Linked DNA regions of Mus musculus: region 2 is linked to region 1. Evidence: chromatin contacts called from public promoter capture Hi-C data. All regions are on one chromosome and are shown on one strand. The core of a region is the stretch at or near the end of the contact, and the rest is flanking DNA. Distances in the headings are between cores, read along the strand shown.

Region 1 (3,427 bases), core at 503-3,002:
AGTTGAAATAAAGATCATTTCAGCTGATAACTGAAGAGAGAGGCTTCAGGAAGGCACTCATTCCCACCAGTCTTGAGGAGATGGACTCCTGAGGCCAGGCAGGAGGACCTTGACAGCAGGAGCATCCCTGCCTTGCAGTTGGGCCATGAGAACGGGATGGAGTCTGAGAGAAAGAACCACACCACCTGTCTGGTGGCCATTCTGAGAGCTCATAGCCCTGATGATCAGAGAAGCTACTCACCTTCCCTCACCAAACAGCTACTTTTTTATTTTTATTTATTTATTTATTATTGCACAAAGACATTTCAGGACCTGATAACAAAGGGATCTGCAGGCAAAGGCCCTAGCCCAGTGAAGCCAGTATCATAAGGGGGAGGCAGGCAATATACCACAATAGCAATGAACTAGTAGATGACTTGTTCATTTATACCTAGGGGAAAACCCTTTTCTTATGCATCCCCTGGGGATGGTCAGCACTGAAGGGAATGACTAGAATAATGGCTTCCAAGTTGACATATTAGGGGCAACCTCAGAGACGAGATGTGGCAGTTGTTTAGAAGATTGGAATATGATGTTCCCAGTAAAAGTGTTAGCAGAGGCAAAAGCCCTGAGATGGAGGTGAGTAAGACAGGGAAATGGGGAGAAGCAAGTCAGAGGAGACCTCAAGGACAGCACAAGGTGAAGTGGGATGAGATGAGAAGCTGGCAGGAGCCAGGCTGGGCTTAACCAAGGCCTCCTGACAACTTAGGAGTTATCCCATACACAGAGCGATGTATTTCCTTTAGAAGGAATCTCTTGAACACTAAGTGGAGGAAGTACACACTTAAATTCAGGGAGAAGTGGACATCAAGGTGTGAGTGACCTAACATCTATGGTCTATGGCTGGTTCCATGGGGTTCCTAGAAACTTACTTAGGAAGTGGGGAACGCAGATCAACAGAAGAGAACGTTCTACAAAGCAGGAAGTGTTCTGTACCTATATACATTCAAACATGGTCTCAACTGGTTTAAAAGAAGGCACTTACTGTGACTGGGATTTAAAATTGTATTTTATTTAGAAATTTTATTTACTGTAAAATGGATTTAAAATTGTATTTTATTTAGAGTATTACAGCTACATGTGGCTAATGGTTACTATACTGACAGCATTCTTGCCCAGGTCTTGCTCAAGAGGTGGGGGCATGCTGACCCTCAAGTGTTCTCCCCTAAGTGCCATTCAGACCTCTGGATAGAGAGTGCCAGGGTACAAAAGCACAAAAACCCTCATGTGGGAGGAAAATGAGCTTCATCCTGTCTTGTTATGAAGAGCCCCCGCGCATATCCTCAAGGAAAATCTGGTCCCGCAAGGAAAGGTTTGGAGACTGTTTTACTGAATGCATCAGTCCCGTGAGCTAGCACTGCCTGTGAGGTGCTGCCTTTGGCCAGAGAGTGACAGGGGACAGTAGCGCCTTGCCCCACCTGCTCGCAGTGGGACTGCATAGACTTCAGCTTCTCCAGTTAGGCAGGTAAGCGGAAGAAGGAGAAACCAAGGTTAACCACAGGTACTGAGGGTGCGGGGACTCCTTGGAGAGTATTCTCCCATATGGGGGCAGGGAGGCACGGGCTGTCATCCGCACGGGATCTGCTTTCTGGGCTTGCTTTCGCTTTGCTGGCTGAGGGGTGAGCATCGCAACCAAGCGAGGAGCAGGTGGCCTCGGACAAGGGGAGGAGGCTAGCGCCTTCCATCAGGAACCCCCAGCCTCTCCGAGAGCTCAGGTCCGGCGCCCTGCTGGCGCGCAGGACCTGGCTTGCCTAGAGGGCACCCCTGACCTTGGTCTCGCCCTGGTTCCAGGTCTGTGCCAGGGCTATGGGCGCCGCGCTGGGCACTGGCGCGCGGCTGACCTCCGTGCCTCGCATAGCCTGCAGCAGTCTTCGGCGCCAGGCACCTTCCGCGCCCGCCCAGGGCTGCCACTCCAAGTCTGGCCCGCCTCGACCCGTACCCCTGAAGAAGCGCGGATACGATGTCACCAGGAACCCCCATCTCAACAAGGTAATGGTCCGGGTAGGACGTTGGATCCCGTGGTTAGCAGGGAAAGACGCCCCGCCCCCTGGGCTTGGGACGAAACCTATGGCGTCCTTCCAGAGCCCTCTGGTTTTGCCTCCTGGATATTGCTCTGTTTGCTTTGGCCTTTTCGTCCCCCTCTTGACATGGAGAGATGTGATCAGTTTTACTGACCTTAATTTCCTCAGCAAAAACAATACAGACCCAGTGAGTATTCCCGATGGTCCCTCTGAGCTAGAGTCAGATTTCCAGCAGATCTTGAGGACAATTCATTTGACCTCCGTGAATTAAAGTATCTGTTAGAGATTTCTTAGGAATGTTGCAAGGTTTAAAAGGAAAAACAGGAAAACGGAGGCAGAGTTCTTAGCACAGACTCGGGCACCAATGAGATAATAAGTGTTAGCTAATGATATGGTGAATATCTGGGAAAACATGAGTCCGGAAGACAGAAAAGTCTAGAATTATAGAACTTTTAGTACTGGAAGAAGAATTAAAGATTTTAATTTAAACCAGTCCTGTAACAGAATGCAGAACAAAGGGGTCTTAGCCAAGGTGACCAAATGCAGATCTCTAATGCTTTGGCCGTGTTCAGCCCACTGCAGATACCTGCATATTAACCTAGGAGCACACCTCCTTCTTGTAGCAATCAAGTTTGTATCTTTGGTTCAGAGGATTGTGAGGAACAGAAACTGGAAGCCAAGACTCAAGCCAGTCCCCCACTCCCCACAATTCCTCGTGTTTAACTAGCAGGCTCAACGTTTTTCAGCCTAATAGTATGACCTCATTTGATTATTGTAAAAAGTTTCAAAACCACTGGATTTGAATTAATATTTAAGCTCTCATAAATGCTTGCTAAGCTATTACTGCAAATAAAATGTGAGAATAGTCCTCATGCAGGAAGTTCTCAAAAAATGTTAGTAGTTTCTCTGATTCAGGATGGTGAAATTCCAATGACACAACTTCTATGGAAAATGCTATGTTAAAGGGTGAGGCCAACTGTGCAGTGCTGTTTCCTACAGCATCAACTGAAACTAAGGAAAATGTCTGTGTGCTCAGATTCACTTGTCACACTGACCCCCTACTCTCCAAAGAGACCTTGAGTTCCCGGTACTCTGCTCCGGTACAAAGCATTTAAGGTATCCATGCCTGTTTGAATTGCTTCAGTAGTGCTAGAAGGTGAGAGCCTCTTTCAGCAAATAAAAAGCCCTTCACCAAAATCACATCCAGAGAAAGGGCTGCAGGTGAGGCTTGATGGAGAAGCAGAGGTGACTCCCTGACGGTGCAGTCTTGCTCTGGTTTCTAGTCTGGCTTTGTGATGCCACTTTATGTGAAGTCTGAGTAGACCACCTCACACACTGTAGGGGTTCTCTTCCCATACCCAAGTCAA
Region 2 (3,380 bases), core at 538-3,037, 670 kb after region 1:
AGGTACAACTCTATTCTATTATACATACGTACACACATACAAACATACATACACATATACATACATACACATATACATACATGCATACATACACAGATACATGCATACATACATACATAACATGCATACATGCATACATACACACACAAGAGAGAGAGAGAGACAGACAGACAGACAGAGAGAGAGAGAAAATCGATTTTTCTCCTTCCATGGCAGAATGAGGAATCTCAGGATTTCCTGATTGTGCTGAAAGTGTTTTACCCTGAGGCTTCTCATTGGCTCTGTATTAGTAAATACTTTTAATATGCTTCTTCTCTTCTTTCTCTGTCTCTGTCTGCCTCTCTCCTTTCTCTGTATTGTGACTCATTCTCTAGCAGAGGCTGGCTTCAAACTCAAGGTAATCCTTCTGCCCACCTCCCCCGGCCCCTCTCTCCCACGGCTACTTTTAAAGTATCACATTATTTAATCCTAGCTATCTGTATAAAGAAACGGATGCAAATTGTGTCTTGGGCATTCTGAGCTTCTGGGCTAAAATCCACTTATCAGTGAGTGCATATTATATGAGTTCTTTTGTGATTGGGTTCCCTCACTTAGGATGAATATCCTCCAGATCCATCTATTTGTCTAAGAATTTCATAAATTCATTGTTTTTAATAGCTGCATAGTACTCCATTGTGTAAATTTGCCACAATTTCTGTAACCATTACTCTGTTGAGGGACATCTGGATTCTTTCCAGTTTCTGCCTATTATAAATAAGGGTGCTATGAACATAGTGGAGCATATGTCCTTATTACAAGTTGGAGCATCTTCTGGGTATATGCCCAGGAGTGGTATTGCTGGATCTTCCAGTAGTACTATGTTCAATTTTCTGAGGAACCACCAAACTGATTTCCAGAGTGGTTGTATCAGCTTGCAATCCCACCAACAACGCAGGAGTGTTCCTCTTTCTCCACATCCTTGCCAGCGTCTGCTGTCACCTGAGTTTTTTATCTTAGCCATCCTGACTGGTGTGAGGTGTCCTGTGAAGGTTCTATGCTCCAGTATAGGGGGATGCCAGGGCCAGGAAGTGGGAGTGGATGGTTTGGGGAGCAGGGGGAGGGGAGAAAGGATAGGGAGTTTTCAGAGGGGAAACTAGGAAAGGGGATAACATTTGAAATGTAAATAAAGAAAATATTTAATAAAAAAGGAAAAAAGAGAATATGATAAAAAAAAGGTATTGCAGGTTTTGAAGTGGGGGCCGTCTCTGGGAGAAGTTGGGGTACAAAAGGGAAAGAAGAATGTGATGTAAGTCTATTTATTCAAAATATGTTTTTAAGTGTTAACAAATTCAGATAAATTGAAATTATGTATCTTTTCTCGTCATAATGCAATAAAACTTAAATTAAGAAAGAAAGAAAGAAAGAAAGAGAGAAAGAAACTGATGGCCGGAGGGGTTAGAACATTTTGCTAGATTACAGGCACCTCTTCTCCCCGCATGGTGGTGACCGTCCCTACGTTTCAGATGGAAGGTATCCTCGACCCTCTTGCATAGGGACGTAAAAAAAAAAAAAGTGCCGTTTCCGTTCTTTTGGATAAAAACTCGATTGCTTCACTGACAAGTAGAGAAGGAGGCCTGGAAGGGAGAGAAGCCAAGCGCAGGGACCAGAGCACAGGAGGCGGCCCCGCAGGCGCGGGCGGGCGGGGCGAGCCCTGTGCTCCCTGGAAGGTCCCGCGCTGCCCTCCCCTCCGCCCGCCCCGAACAGCGGCGACACCTGGGTGGCGCAGCCGGCTGCGAGCGCTGGGCGGCAGAGAGAGGTTGGCAGCCCGGAGGAGGTAGAGCGGGCAGCCGGGGCTGCGGCGGAGACTCGGCGCGCGCTCTGGGTGTGACTTTTCTGTCTACTGGCGGTGTCGCTGGGACTGCTTTCTGGTCCTGCTCTGGGTCTTGGAGTAGCTGGAGGAGTTGGTGTAGAGAGAGATTTTTTTGTTGTCCTTGCTATCCTGGCTGCTACAACGTGAACCACCGGGGCGGCAACCAACAAGCTTCATCCCTCAGTTTCTCCTTTAGTTAGGAGTTCCTTCTGCTGCCCTCGCCGCCGTGTGTCCGCGAAGCTAGGGACACCAGGTAGGCAGTTGCGACGGAATTGGGGGTGGTACTTTGAAGGCTTGACCCCAGACCTGGGGCTGGAGACTGGCGGGACCTGGCTGCGGAGCAATCGCCCGCAGGGTGCTCAGGTGAGGAACAGCAGAGGTGCAGCGAAGGAACCCAGCTAAGCACCCCCCCCCCCCCGCGAACTCTAGTTTGAAAATTAACACATTTGTTTTGGGACAGTTTCCTCTACACCCAACCAGACCTCTTATCCTATAGAGTTAAGTCACATGGGTGGGATTTGCCAGCTTCAAACTGCAAAACCGCGTGTTTCAGGGTGTAAGACCCATCCAGCAGCCGTAGGAAGTGCGGTAGGAAGTGGGGTAGGAAGTGGGTCTCTGCGCTCACAGTGCCTCCTCCCCTTTCCTCCCTTTATAAGTCGTCTTTGGCTATGAGGGGCTCCATTTCCTGCATCGTTGAAAAGTTCTCATTTTTTACTAAGGGCTGGTATGTGACCAGCAGCTTCCAGGACGTGGGCTCTGGGTTGAGAGGGAGCCTAAACACACGCTTTGAATCACAGCTTTCTGACCCTACAGTCTAATAGCAGTGTGCAGAGGAAGCCTGGGTGGGGGAGAGGGGGCAGTTCAGATACACAACTGGAGGGTCGGCGGGGTCCAAATTGCTGTCCAGCTTTCTCTCTTCCTGACAACCCTTTCTGGCTAGAATGCTGGTCCTGCTGTCTGCAAGATGGAGAAGCCAGGACAAAGCAAGCTAGCTTAAAGTGGCTGAGGTCTTCAATCAGTTACTGGAGCTTTTTAGCACCCGGCCCTCAAACAACTTCTTTCATCTCTGCCCTTCATCATTCTTGGAGTGGCATACATTTGAAATCAGACTCTTGGACCCACTAAAAGTGTCCAGGAAGGAGAAGAGAGGTTCAGTGAGGGAGGAGGGGCGATGCTGATCTCTCTTTTACAGACATTTATTATGGACCAGACGCTGTTCTCTATGTAATGTGTTTCTAAATTCTCACAAAGCCTCACAAGGTTGGTACACTATACTTCTTTTTATAATTGAGATGCCGAGGCTCAGAAAGATTGGTCCTCCTATTCTAACACACGTAGTTTCTAATTCTAAAACCTTTCTATTTTGTGCTCTTTGGTAAAGACAAGCCAGGGCAGGTAAAAAGCAAGCAAGCAAGCAAGCAACAAGCAAGCAAGCAAGCAAGCAGGCAGGCAGGCAAGCAAGCAAGCAAGCAAGCAAGCAAGCAAGCAAGCAAGCAAGCAAGCAAGCATATTGAGCTCCCACTAAGTGCCA

Evidence for each region. Promoter capture Hi-C pulls out the DNA fragments that hold promoters and counts their contacts.
Region 2: a contact with region 1 is called in a promoter capture Hi-C map of neural stem cells. The contact joins the promoter of Sytl2 here to the promoter of Me3 in region 1. A contact is called at or near these places in 4 of 39 promoter capture datasets (embryonic stem cells, liver, neural stem cells and 1 more).

The regions. Positions count from the first base shown.
Region 1 is chr7:89,631,066-89,634,492 of GRCm38.p6, forward strand. It overlaps Me3 (malic enzyme 3, NADP(+)-dependent, mitochondrial), which reads left to right and starts at 1,753. Exons shown (of 14, transcript NM_181407.4): 1 at 1,753-2,028. The coding sequence starts at 1,846.
Region 2 is chr7:90,300,642-90,304,021 of GRCm38.p6, forward strand. Sytl2 (synaptotagmin-like 2) reads left to right here and starts at 1,788. Exons shown (of 20, transcript NM_001368878.1): 1 at 1,788-2,102.